2 separate regions of the Zea mays genome follow, and region 1 is linked to region 2. A link is a contact called in public Hi-C data. All regions are on one chromosome and are shown on one strand. Each heading gives the region's core, a stretch centred on a gene start, on an enhancer-like site or on the middle of the called end of the contact. The rest is flanking DNA. Distances are from core to core; before and after follow the strand shown.

What was found. A called contact is a pair of places that touch in the nucleus more often than the background predicts.
Region 1: a Hi-C map of ear shows a contact between it and region 2, with 5 times the contacts expected there. The contact joins the promoter of LOC100284194 here to the promoter of LOC100304223 in region 2. A contact is called at or near these places in 19 of 25 Hi-C or Micro-C datasets (bundle sheath, ear, endosperm and 6 more) and 1 of 3 datasets of contacts at active chromatin or transcription factors (leaf).

What each region holds. Positions count from the first base shown.
Region 1 is chr2:25,685,521-25,692,057 of Zm-B73-REFERENCE-NAM-5.0, forward strand. It overlaps LOC100284194, which reads right to left and starts at 3,826. Exons shown (of 4, transcript NM_001352049.1): 1 at 3,619-3,826; 2 at 3,414-3,502; 3 at 1,599-1,731; 4 at 1,219-1,505. The coding sequence starts at 3,787. The coding sequence ends at 1,600. It overlaps TRNAV-CAC (transfer RNA valine (anticodon CAC)), which reads right to left and starts at 4,364; the gene lies at 4,291-4,364.
Region 2 is chr2:25,467,238-25,474,418 of Zm-B73-REFERENCE-NAM-5.0, forward strand. It overlaps LOC100304223, which reads right to left and starts at 4,644. Exons shown (of 9, transcript NM_001361389.1): 1 at 4,279-4,644; 2 at 3,079-3,165; 3 at 2,719-2,808; 4 at 2,533-2,619; 5 at 2,320-2,445; 6 at 1-1,726. The coding sequence starts at 4,305.

The sequences.
Region 1 (6,537 bases), core at 2,576-5,075, 220 kb after region 2:
ATTTCTCAGCCCCCGACAGTTCCAAGATACACCTTTCATGATGAAACTATGGGGTGACATGTAACTTCAGGTTGCTGTCCCTCCCCTTATTAGGAGCATTTCTAACTTTTGGGGGGCTTTTTTTCTGTTTCTTTTTCTTATGGGCGATTTTTTTGTTGACTTGTTCAGACCCGCTGTACATTATCTCTCTTAACCTGTTGTCTAAAAGTTCATTGCCCTCGTCCTGACTCACAGGCATTTCTCCTAGTCACCGATTGTAGCAGCAGGCTAGACCTGCCTTTTTCGACGGATCTAATCAAACTAAGGCTCTCAGATTTCTCAATTTCATTGCATCCAAACGAGATATTTAAAGATGCAGCAATCTCACATAAAGTAGAGTCATCAGTATTTGAAACAGAGTACGGGTTAGCTGAGTGGATGAATGCGTCTTTAGCCTCCGCCCTAGAAATCGCCATATCCAACACCTTGATGTCTTCATAAGCTTCTAGCCTCGAGCTTCTCCTAACACCATCTGCTTGTTCACCTATTTTACCTTTGCCCTTTCTATTTTTAACCACCTGAAAGCCATCTTTCAGTGCTCCTTCTTCCTTTGTTTCATTCTCACCGTTTTGAGAATCATTCATTAGACCACCTACTTTTTTTAGCAAAGTCTTATGTCTCCTCGGAACATAACAAATCATCATCAATCCCATCATAATCCACTTTCTCTTCACCCTCATCATTACTCCCTCCGTTTCTTTTTATTTGTCGTCAGCGATAAATAAAAAGAAACGGAGGGAGTATTCATTATCAAACAAGCCAGATTCATCCCCCCATTCATCTTTAATATATAGATAGAAATAGCGGCCTTTACCGTTTTTCTCATGGAACTTTCTTACGGTATTGAGCCGTCACTTCTTTTACGTTTTCACATCTACTGTAATGGTGATTGAGCCCATCATTTACGTTAGCATTCCCATCATTGCGTGGAAACAAATTCTTTCGGCTGTTTTGCTGGAGCACAGCAGCCAGCTTTGCGACCTTTTCCCTTGCAAATTGCAATCGTAGCCTTCCAGTTGTTTAACCGACTTTTTCTTGCAGATACACTACTAGCGGCAAATTGCACTTGCATCGAGCCGGTCGTCAAAAAGTTTGTGAGGCGGCTCACGTACGCAAGTGCTGTAGGCACGTTCGGTTCGGATGAGTTTGCACTCGAGCAACGTGTCAGCACGTACGTGTCTCCACGGGTGCAATGCAGATAGCCATACAAACCAAGGTTCAGTAATGTCTGGTGCATCTGCATTCCCTATACCATCATCGCATTGACATATATGCATTATTATTCTGACAGCTTAGAGCTGATTTGATGACCAGGGATCACGGGAGGATCGGAGAGGATTGAGGGGAAAATTAGTTCATTTCCCCCTCAATTCCCTTCGATCCCCCGTGATCCACTTGTCACAAAATCAACCAAGAACGAACAATTCAGCCTCGTCTCACTTCATTTTCTAACTTGTGTTTGCAAGCTGGAACAGGATCACATCGCAAATAGGTTACGTATCAGAAAAGCATTCACATGCCCTGCCCATTCAAGTTAACTCCAGGATTAACGTACATACCTCATGCACAATTACAAGACTTCTTCAGAGCATCGTAGACACCTTCAAGAGTCGCATCTTGTACCAGCACAACCTTTTCCCTCGATTTAGAACCCGAGCCTATAGACACTTCTCTTTTCTTCACCCCAAGTACCTGCATATCTCACGGGGGTTTGCAGAAATTATTACGACAGGGAAGAGAAAGAAGATGTCAGATGAGTCGTATACTGGGTCAAAAAAGATACATTTGGATTATCCTAGACTCCTAGTTTATAACCATATCTAGCTCAGGTTTTCTTTCTGCCTTTTTTTTTGTTAACAATGAACTTAAGATGTTGTTTCCATGTTCATTGTTAACTTTAAACAAACCTCTCTGAATAAAGAGGTAAATGTTAATTCGGTTTTGGTGTCCAACTTTAACTCCTTAACCTTCAGAAGAAGGTTAGTTGGAGAAGGGGCCCAGAGCCTTGAAGAATTGGAACGGATTTGTAACAGATTTTGTCTTTCTGCTTCGAAAGACAAAGCGGTTTGGATGTTAAACAAAAAAAGGTTTGGCTGTTAGATCTGTTTACAATATATGCAGATGTAACCTGGAAAAAGCCCCTACAGGATGATTTCGAAGGATAAGATCCCTCAGAGGATCAAAGTCTTTTTGTGCCTTATTATGAAAAATAGGGTCCTGTCCAAAGGTGAACTTGAAGGTCAGAAATGGGCGGGGGGGGGGTACTGGCTGTCCCTGGTGTGGCCATACAGAATGAACAGATCATATCTTTTTTGAGTGTCAGGTGGCTGTTTTCACTTGGTGCGTGATCAATATTGGCATTAAATTCGTTTGACATGCCAAAAAACATTGATAAAATGTTTGGAGATTTGTTGGGTACCTTTAATAAGAGTGATAAAAACATGATTATTGTTGGTTGTCGCGTGGTTTTATGGGCTCTGTGGAGATCCAGAAATGAAATTTGCTTTAACGATATTCTTCCTTTGCTGTTTTTGGATGGACTCTTGGGCCATTATTCAGAAAGAGAAGCAAAAAAATATGGTGGAGGCAGGAAGCAACCTCATCAGAAGACTGGCTAAAGAATCCTGTTAAAAAACACACCAAACAAACCTTTTCTTTACAAATGAAAAACTTAATCTATGTTTTAACGTGCATCTAACTTATTTCTCTCTACGGATTACATCTCAATTTTTGCTGCCCCCCCTCCCCCAAAAAAAAGACTCAAGACCAGCAATGGTTCAAACAATTTGCTAGACAAATTTGCCTTTTCAACATGCTTAATAAGCTTAAACAACAATTCAACATTCCGTTGGTGGCATGGTGCAAACCATAGTTTACCATGCTCTAAAATTCAGCACATGAATGTATGTTTAGTCTAAAATGACTACTATTTTGGGACTGAGGGAGTACATCATTGCAATAAGCAATGCAAAAATCAAGCACCAAAAAAGTAAACCAAGCTACTCTCGTGCTCTACAATCACCGGTGTAGATTAAAGACGCAGATTGGTTCCAGCAAATGAGCAACATCAGAAAATCAGTCATGTAACATTTCTGTGTCCCGGCTTTCCGATTGAAATTTCCAAACCAGAGGGTTCTTAAGTTTTATGTCATTCCTGGGGGTTAGATTGAACTGTTTAAGTTGCTATTCCCAGCGCTTTATGAAGTTGGTTTACTCATCAGAGTTGGATAATTTCTAGTAGCTTCCTTCTAAAGTTTATGCAATCAGGCTAGGGAGTATCGAGCTGTACTGTAGACTATACACTATTACGCAAATACAAGCAAATTCGTACTGATAAAATGTTTTAGTAAATGGGCGATGAATGAACTACTCACCGAGCTGATAAAGTCGACAAGCGCGGCGTTGGCTTCGCCATCCCTCGCCGGCGCGTCGATCTGCACGCCCACCGCCTCGTCCCCAATCTCTGCAGAATCCCCCCCGCGCGCGTCATCGTTTGAGCAAGGAGAAAGAGGAACAGACCCCCGTGACAGCCGAGATGGAGGCGCTAGAAGGGGGCAGTGAGACAGACCGGACCTGTACCTGTGATGGTGGCGACCTTGGAGCCGGGCTTGGCGTGTATAGATATGGCCACGGTCGACGGCGGCATCAGGCGGAGGCAGCCAGGGAACCCTACAGCTCCGGTACTCGCCGCCGCGGTGGGCGGCGGCGGCGCCGCCCCTTTGGCCTTGCCTCGCTTCCCCGGAGCCATCTCGTTTCGATCGAAGTGGGCCCCGGCTCGATTCGTTCCGAGCTCCAACTGAAGTGGGCCCACTTGCACCCGCAGAAGTAATAAACATTGGCTCGCCTGAGGTAAGTTGAAACTAGTTTCATGTTTTTCTAAGCTATATAAACAAGATATTCAAAGCACTTTTTTGATCTGATTGGATTTTAGGACTTCTATTTTTTTTACATTGAGATATTTTAAAAGATAACTTATATGTATTTCTTAAAGTTTAATTGATCCTTAAATTACTTAAATGTGTTAGGGTAAGTTATATATATTCCGGTTTATCTTTCTTTTACTTGGTGAACACTTGAAACTCATCTTGTTTTGTTTCTACTATCTGCTAGATGCAATTTTTGTAACATGCAGAACCAGCAGAAGGATAAAATGTGTACTAGCTACTTAGCTAGACGACAGGGATTAGATTAAAAGGCAAAAAAGTTAAATACAAACAGGGATTAAAGGAGGCAACAAATAAACAAAAAAAATGTCTGAGCCCAGGTTCGAACTGGGGACCTTTAGTGTGTGAGACTAACGTGATAACCAACTACACCACCCAGACAATGTGTCAAAGTACCATTTTTATGTTTAATGTTAATGTGTGTTGTTGACACTTGTGCCAAGATTTGGCTCCATATTGAAAAGAAAAGCCAAGATTTATTGTATAATTATAATTTTAACAATGAAAGTATACTAGGATTGTTTCACAAAAGATAACATTAAACATTTCCATTGTTACACTCGTGGTGTGTTTGTCACTATCTCCTCTCTTACAAATTGATGCATTTAACCAGCTGATTGTGGCAAGCCCGGTTGGAATAGTGAGCTCTGCTAGACCGGTCCAGTAAGTATTCAGTTACAGCCGGTGACAATGGGGCTCTAAATTTTAGAGTACCTTCAACCGTTTCTAAAAATATATCTTCCAATAAACAATAATTGGGATGACCTTAAATGTCTTTGCTCCTTAAAAAAATATTGGACTCCAACATATCCCTTTAATTTCCTAAAAAACCGATAAACTTGGTAATTCACGAGCTCTTCGTTTGCCTTCACCAAGGAGCGTGGTCGGCGTGGGGTGCAGCCTCCATCGTGAAGAAGGTTTTAGCTAGCCCGCCGTCAATGAGAAGTTGGCCAAGATGGGCCACTGCTCGCTGCAGGGTGAGCTAGAGATGCCCCCGCGTCGCACGCTTCTCTATCAACTCTCTCACATCTCCGTTGTCCGCATCATTGTCGCCGACCGCGGTAGGTTGCCACGCTTCTCCCTCTACTCCCCCGCGGCGTGAGCAGGAGCTAGAGATGTCGCACGGCTGAGCTCGGGCCGAAGATTGGGAGCACAAAACGGCGCGCAAAGGTTTACGCAGTGAAGGAGGTTCTTTTCGTGTGCGGAAGGATACAGAGAGCTGACAGGGATCCGTTGGATGAGAGTTTTCGCATTTTCCCAAATTAAGGATTAGAATTAGTATTATTAGGATTTATTGGAGATGCTCTTACACTATAAAATTTAAAGATCGGATTACGATCAGACTCTGTTTCTATTTATTTTTAAACTAAAATTTAATTAGAACCCTAACATTTTATGAAGAAGCATTTACATCGTGATCCATAACCACTCGAGGGATGGCAATGGACACCCGAAACCCGATGGGTAAAAACTCTATTAGGGCACGGGTATGACGGATTTTGATACCCATGGGTATTTTATTGGGTCATTTGTTATGCCCATCGGGTACGGTGGGCGTGAGTATGTTCTATGTTGCCCCATACCCGCTACCCGATGGGGAACCCGCTAATATATGACACGTGGGTCTAGATTCAAATATTAAGTATTGTGTATTGAACAATTAGATTTGAAGTCATGATTTTTTCCACAGTTTTGTAGAATCAATGCTATGTTTTGTGTGATTTGAAGGCATGATGTTGCCATTTAATGTTGAATATTGTTGAACCCGTGATAAAATTATGTTGGGTTCGATACATTTGTTATGCTGGTACTTATTTTTATGATTCAAATGATCATGTCTATCGTAATGTTAATGGGTATGAGTACACAATGGGTACCCGCTACCCATGGTGGGTATGGGTATGACGTAATTTTGTACCCATGATGAGTAGTGGGTATGAGTATGGGTTAATTTTTTCTTAATGGGTATGAGTATGGCTTCGTGTGCCCACTGGATACCTTACCCACTGCCATCCCTCCACTCCTAGTTACAGCACTTTTAAGCAACCCTTTTATCTAATTCAAACACGTTACGTTGCATGCTGGTGTTAAGCTGTTTTTGATTAATCAGTTATTTGTTTAATTATTCACTTGGTCCTTTATAGCCTGAATAATACAATAGCTAGGTGACATCTGTTTGGCGTTGCATGCTATATATCAATTGTAACTAGGGTTGTGATAGTTCACAATTTGTTTGGACTCTTAAATAATGTTAGTTTAAAAATGAATAGGAATATAACTTGATCCTAATCCGATTTGATGTTTAAATTTTATAATTTAAATTTTAGAGCCTATTACCATCCTAATTGTAACACGCTACACTCACAGCACGTCAGCTGAATCAACAAGGTCATCTTCCAGGTACACCATATGAGCAAACCTTTACCACCAAAATTTAGGTCCCTTTTAGTTTCTTTAGTCCAGTGACTAAAGTTTAGTTAGGAGACTAAAATTTAGTCCTTACCATATTTGGTTCTAGAGACTAAAATTATTCAAGACACATTAAATGAATCAT
Region 2 (7,181 bases), core at 3,394-5,893:
TAATCATATCTGAACTATTAGACTGTGCAACTCTGGTTGCCTTTGTGTCTATTCTCTCGGCCTTTGTATCACCAGGTAAGCGGGGGATAGTATTTCTGCTATAACTAACACCAGAATCCAAAACTTTACTTAGCTTCACGTAACATGAATCACAGACACGGTATGGCTTACCCGGGTTTGGAGACAATGCTGCTCTCAGAGCCTTCTTTGAACTGCACGAATGGCAGTGTACTAAACCACAATTGTAACAGTTGTGCCTTTTTCGAGTGAAACCAAATGGCTGCCTGCATGCCGAGCACTGAGACTGCTCCATCCCAGACACCCATTTGTGCTGACAGATGGCTGCTGTAAAGCTTGATCCACAAGCAACACGTTTTACAGACCTATCCTTCAATGCCTCAACGAGTGTAGGCACTTTACGATCCGCAATATCACCATGGCCTAATCTTCCATTTGTACCCTTACCCCATGTGTAAACTTCACCAGCATTTGTCAAAACCGCGACATGATAAGACCCACAAGCAACCTCCACAACACCGCCACCCCCAAGCTGCTCTTCGACCAGGCGAGGATACCTTCCATCATTATTTGGATTGCCAAGCTGTCCATACACAGGGCTTCCAACAGTAAAAATGTGCCCTGAGGTAGTCAACCCAATCGTAAGAGTATGGCCACATGCAGCCTTATGGAAGTTGTAATCTATCAACGAGGGGACGCATGTTGGTTTCAGTTTTGAAGACCTATCACCATGACCCAGGCGATATTTGTCTCCATCACCCCAAGTGAACAACTTTCCAGATGAAGCATTTGACTGTGAAATGATAACCTCAACAACAGCAGCAGTATGCCACACACCACACGAAACAGAAATTGTCCTCAGACCCTTCAAAGACTCCACTTCCTTTGGATATGAGCATGATGCTCTGTTTCCATGACCTAAGACTCCAAATGTGCCATCACCAAATGTGTATAACTGCCCAGAGCTAGTTATCAAGGCTGTATGCCATGTGCCGCAAGATACAGCTGATACCGGAAGACCATCCAGTGGACCTGACACTCTTTTTGGGATCCAGTGGCTCACGTTACTACCATGACCAAGCAATCCAGCATTATGTGTGCCATCTCCCCAGGTGTAGAGATCACCAGTTGCAGTGACAGCGCAAGTGTGGAATTCACCACAGGCAATTAGTTCGACATTGCAGGTCGATAGTGACTCAACAAGACGTGGCTGGAAAACATTTGTTCCAATGCCATGACCGAGACGACCGCTGCATTCTTCTCCCCACGTAAATACCTCTGCCTGTCTTGTAACAAGGGCAGCGTGTTTCACGCCACAAGCCACATAACTCACATCGAGCATTACATTTGACTCTAGGGGCTTTGGTACAAGAACATCTGTAGTTGTGCCAGGAGAGTAAGCACTTCTATCAGACCCTGATCTTGAGATGGTATCACAGATGACTTCCCCCCATACATAAATATCTCCAAACGATTCGGAATCTTCACCTCCAGAGCCATGGCTGGATGTGCTAAGGGCACTGGAAACACTGATTCGAATGTCTGAAGAAGAAACACTTTTCACTTGCATATCCGACACATCAGTCCTTTCTGAATATGTATATTCTCCCGAAGAACGATCCTTGGAAGAGTTTACCGAGCTCAGCTTATTCTCAAAGGAATCCGAAGTGAAAGTAGAGCTACCACTTAGGCTACTTTCTCTTGCACCCTGCAACAAATTGATATGAAGATTATTAGAATTGTTGCATTCCAAGATGTAAGTACTGTGATTTATCTATTGCACATGATTATAATACATGGACCAAATGTAATTAGAAAAGTAACATGATGAGATATCTGCAATGTGCTACAAGCCACAAGATTGCCTAAAAGTGGATTTAACCTGCCATTTTAAGTTGCCTGTTAAACTCTAGCAATAACAGATAAAACCACCTCCAACAAATAAAGATGGATGTAGGTAGTGGCTAATAACCAAGAACCTCAACGGCAAAAGCTGCAATGAGGTCAAAAGATAATCAAGCAAAAGCTCCATTGGACAGTCACTTACACCATGGCTCCACTTTGGTTACTGATCAGGCATTTGTCGAGATCATTCTGGTTCTAATTATTGAATGCCGTATATAGCTACAAGAATAGCGTGTGACAAATTTGAGCAGCAAAAAATCAACATCAAGATATCAGAACATACTGATAAGAAGCAATGAGTCAGGTAGTGATGTGAAATATAGACTATGAAAATAACTAAATATTAATCAGAAAAATGTGGGTAACAGTGAACTTTGTTTAAGCATAAGAGCTTACATCAAAAGGAAGTCCAGCGATCCGGATTCCATCTATATGTTGGACCTGGGATCCATGCTGTCCTCGACATATCAAGGCACTAAGACCAGTAAACCAAGCCTCCGCCTCGACTTTATTCTTGCAGATCTTTGAAATGGGATAGGACATGAGTACATGCCATTTAATCAGAAATGAAAGAGAAGCAAGAAATCAAACTGAATCTCATTATAATACCAGATCGAGAGACCGCTTGCCATCATTATATATGAGGGAGAAGGATAAATGGTCCTTCTCGGGGAGCAGAAAACGTTGAAAAACCAGCTGAACAGAAATGCATGTTAACAGTTAGTTTTTTTCAGGAAAATAAGTTAAAATGGACCCCAAAAAACCTTTCCGTTTTTTTTTCCAAAACGCCCTTACCGTTCTTTGGCCTGAGAGAATCCTAGACACAGAAGCTAGTTTCAAACTTTTATCTTTGTTATTTGAAACCCAAACAAGAGTCGATTCATCCTGTCGAGAGAAGAAAAGGAATTTATATAAGTACAGACAGTAACTGCTGAAGGAGCATATGTATCCCTGACGATTCTGATTCATAAAATTCTTCAATTACTGCCATTTCTACTAACATGGTTTGATTGGTTTCAGGCAAAATTATGCAGTGCCATGGACAGTTAAAGGCTAAGATTTACATATAAAAGTAATGTAACAGATCCACATGTACCGGTGAAAGAAAATCATTTTCAGAACCATAATCAATCTAGAGTGGTGCAGAGAACTTACATTCGATAGTCTGAAGGGAATGAATTTAGGCTTTCCTTTGCGACCATATTTAAGGAGTTGAGTGCCTTTCTTTAGAGCAACAAGTGCCTGCAGAATTCATGGGGAAGCAAGAACAGACAGTTGTGAAGAACAGTTATGAGCATAGATTATTTCTACGCGTTGGAATTCGAGGACATCTCCGAGAAACGTGTTTCTTAATACACAACTGGCTGATTGCACCAATGCTACTGGGAAGTTCCAGGATGCTTCCTGGCCTCTTCCCTGAAAACAAGACTAATCAACGGAATTATTTGTACCATGGCATCGTTCTTTTCAGAGAGATTCTGATATTTGCCATCAGAAGAAACAGGTTTGTAAAATTGCCATCAGACCCACATTTCATAGACCTAGCTGGACCCACAATTTATAGACACAGTGGTAATTATAACAAGAAGACAACATTGTGAGTGGCAAAATCCAATTATCTCGTTCTCTTTTCATTATATTCTGGTCTCATGTCAGTTTATGCTAACATGGAAAGCAACAGCTGCAGTGTAATATGTTTGGCTATCCTCTAGGATTTGAGTATCCAAAAACATCGAGGATAATATGGATCGGTTACAGGGATAGGAGATACCGCCGCCGTAATACGACAGAGGAAACAGGGGTATATCGGTATATGAAGACAATGGAAGTTGTTGGACACAACAAGGTGACTAATCCTTACAAAGGGAATGCCAGCACTGAACCAAGCAAGCAGTTTAACGAAGGTTTGAAAGCAAACTCTGCATTTCCCCCCAAAATCTCGGACCCAAACCTCAGGGCTCACGCACTCCCCCACCAGGCGCGGCAGGCGGCACGCCGGTCGTTCCAGGCGTGGGTTGGATGGGGACCACCGAACCCGGGGCTGTGCGGTGCGTCTCGCCGTCCCGGGCATGGGCTTATTGAGTATTAGTCCGGGCGAAACGGAGGTCGGAAGAGAAGCTGAGCTGCCATGCCTCGGCCAGCTGACTTGAGCATAGAGCTGCCCCCCCCCCCCCCCCCCCCCCTGGTTACGCCCAGTGCGTCCTAGGAACTGTAGCTCTACAGTCTTCGCCCACATCGCCGCAGCAAGTGCGTTGGGGGAGGGGGGAGGGGGGGGCGAGAAAGAAAGAGAGAGAAAAAAAAGCAACAAAAGCGCAAGAGGCGGCGGCTGTAGAAACGAGTGAGAAAAAAATGGACCTTGTCGATGTCGACGGGATCTGCCATTCCATCGGCGGCCTCCGGTCGTCATGGACCTCCTCGCTTGGCTTTCATGAGCTCCTTCCCCTCGCTCCGAAGGAGCGCCCCACCAGAAGGTTTGAGTGGTCGAGTCGAGCGGGACGGAGCGGCGTTGACGGAATGCTGGCTCGGGAGTCGGGCCCCACACCGAGGCGAAGGGAGGAGGAGAGGGTGGTGGTGGAGTGGTGCGGTCGTGCGGGGGTGGAACCGTGGAAGGGAACAAGAAGAAGGAGAAGACGGAACTCACTCCGAAACAAGCTTTAACAACAAAGTTTAAAAAAAAAAGGAGTCTTGTTTGACGCCTCCCTCTGTCGCCAATGGCAGCGCAACAGGTAGAGGCGTAGAGTAGGGTTTTAGCCTGAATTTTACATGAATCATATAGAAATTTTTACAGGAATCGATTTATTTCACATAAAAGACATAGAAAACTTTTATCCAGGATCAGGATAGGAGGAGCTAAATATGAAGAAATTAGAGCTGGAGTTCAATGGAGATCTCTACAGAAATTAGGTGCAGTGAGGGCTGCGGGCATTGCCAGTTTGCCATGGATGGCCGTCAACCGCCGTCTCTATTCTTTTTCCCCCTCTCCTTGAAAGTTTTGCCGACGGCGAGCAGCATTAGATCACGCACGCACGAGAGCGAGTGCTCTCCCCCATACTCTGCTCTGCGGTACCCACAAACCAAAACGCAGCATGGCCATGCTGCTGCTGCACCTGACTCGCCCATTGCCGGTGCGGTGTGCTCGTTTTGTGCGGCCGTGCATGCATGCGCATCGCTCCTTTTTTTTTTCTTCTGTCTCATACTCACATATACCAGTTGGTGTTGCTGCTGCTGCCGCCGCCAAGATCGATCAACATCATCTGCCTGACTGCCTCGGGATCTGCCAGAATAGAATATAGCATTTGCCTCCTCTTCCTACTGCTGCTGCTGGGACCTGTCCTGCTTGAGCAATGAGCAGGTGCAGATAGTGTTAACATTCGCATCTACAACTTGACATGTTTTATTTATAATGTCTTTGCGATGAATTTATATATTTTATTTAACACAAATGCAAAAAGAGCCTCTAACCGAGTAGATTAGATAGTCTAAGTAGCACTCCTCGTTAGGGCTGCAAACGAGCCGAGCCGAGATCGGCTCGTTACGGCTCGCTAGCTGATCGAGCTCGGCTCGCCCATGCAACGAGTCGCAGAAGAGGCTCGGTTCGTGAGCTACTACTTGATAAATAATATTACACTATATAATTAGCTAAGTCTATAAATATGAAATATAGAATTATTATTTAATATTATGAGTAATCTAAATTATAAATGGTCATATATCCATTATTAAAGGCTAAAGAATGAGTCAAATATCTATAAAATTATTCAATATCAATCATCAATGTGTAGATTGATTAATTCGTTGCAGTTCGCGACCCAGAACGAGCCGGCTCGGCTCGTTGCACCAACGAACTCAAAAACTTAGCCCGACTCGGCTCGTTCGATACTCGCGAGCAGTTCCAAGTCGAGTCGCTTCGAGTTCGAGCTTATTTTCTAGCCCTACTCTTTTAGGTCCTAGGTTTGACGCCCCATGGGAGCAAAATTTCAAGTTGTGGTAAAAAAATTCTTTCTTTGTCCTATGCCAAAATGCAGGTCTAAGACTCGGCTTCGATCGTGGTCGTTCTCACATAGGCTACGGTGTCATTGTGTATAGGTGATGCAGGGATTCAAAGATTTTTTTGACTAAAGTGAGAAAGTTTTTTCTTAATACAATGTCCGATTATGTCTTACCCCGTACCGAGTTTTTTTAACACAAATTTATATTTTGCTGCCGGGACACCTGAACACCGTACCCAGACCCAGCTTGCGTGGCTGTACCAGATGAATGATTTTGCTGGATGCTAGTGCAAGTCGCATCACCTCGTGTACGTACTCGCCAAAGAATGCCAGGATGTGATTGAAGCTTTGTCGCCGAGTAATGCACCATGTGGGACTGCTTGCCTGCTCGCCGTTCTCAACTCTTAAGTACTAACTACATGAGGTGCTGCTTACATCCAGTGTAGGCTTATCATATACTTCAGTTTATACTAGGTGAGTATCCGTATGTACAACGGGAACATATATCATAATAACTTATATATAAACGTGTTATACTGTTATAAGTTATCGTGATATATATTTCCGTTGCAACGTACGAGCACTCACCTAATCACAAATAAAGTAACACAGGAAATAACATGTAGGTTATGGTAGCTTTTTGAGGCTAAGCTCATATTAATCGGCAAACTTCAAGCTTACCACCAAAACCAGTAAGCCTCCTCGAACTAACATAAGAGATTACACATCCATACTTCCCAAGGCTACAGCCACTAAGAGATCTAGATTTCAAAACATTACATTAGAACGAGACTTTGGATGAATCACATTAGCTTGCAAAATACGATAACCAGTAAATGGAGAACATTACATTTGAACCAGACTTTGGATGAATCACATCCCACATGGCTTTCAAAGATAACTCTGTTTCGGCCAGATCAGTTGCTCCAACAAATATGGTGACAGCCGAACAATCAAGTGCCTAGAAAAGGTCAGTTCAGATTCACTTCACTGAAAGTGTAGATAAAGATCGGAAGTCAAATGACAACAGCAAAACACATACCGATATCATCTTTGATGCATCGGACCAGGCTTGAAGTACCCTACAAAGTTGGGGATGTGACTGCTCCATTGTTTCATGTGAACTGCTCCCAGCACCAAGTGTAATTTCCAATAACCATGATGACTCAAAAGAAAACAGCCAAATACATTGTCATAAAACTATAGTATTTGCTTTGAACTACTTTATCTTAATAGGGACAATATATATACATACCAATGGCATGGGAT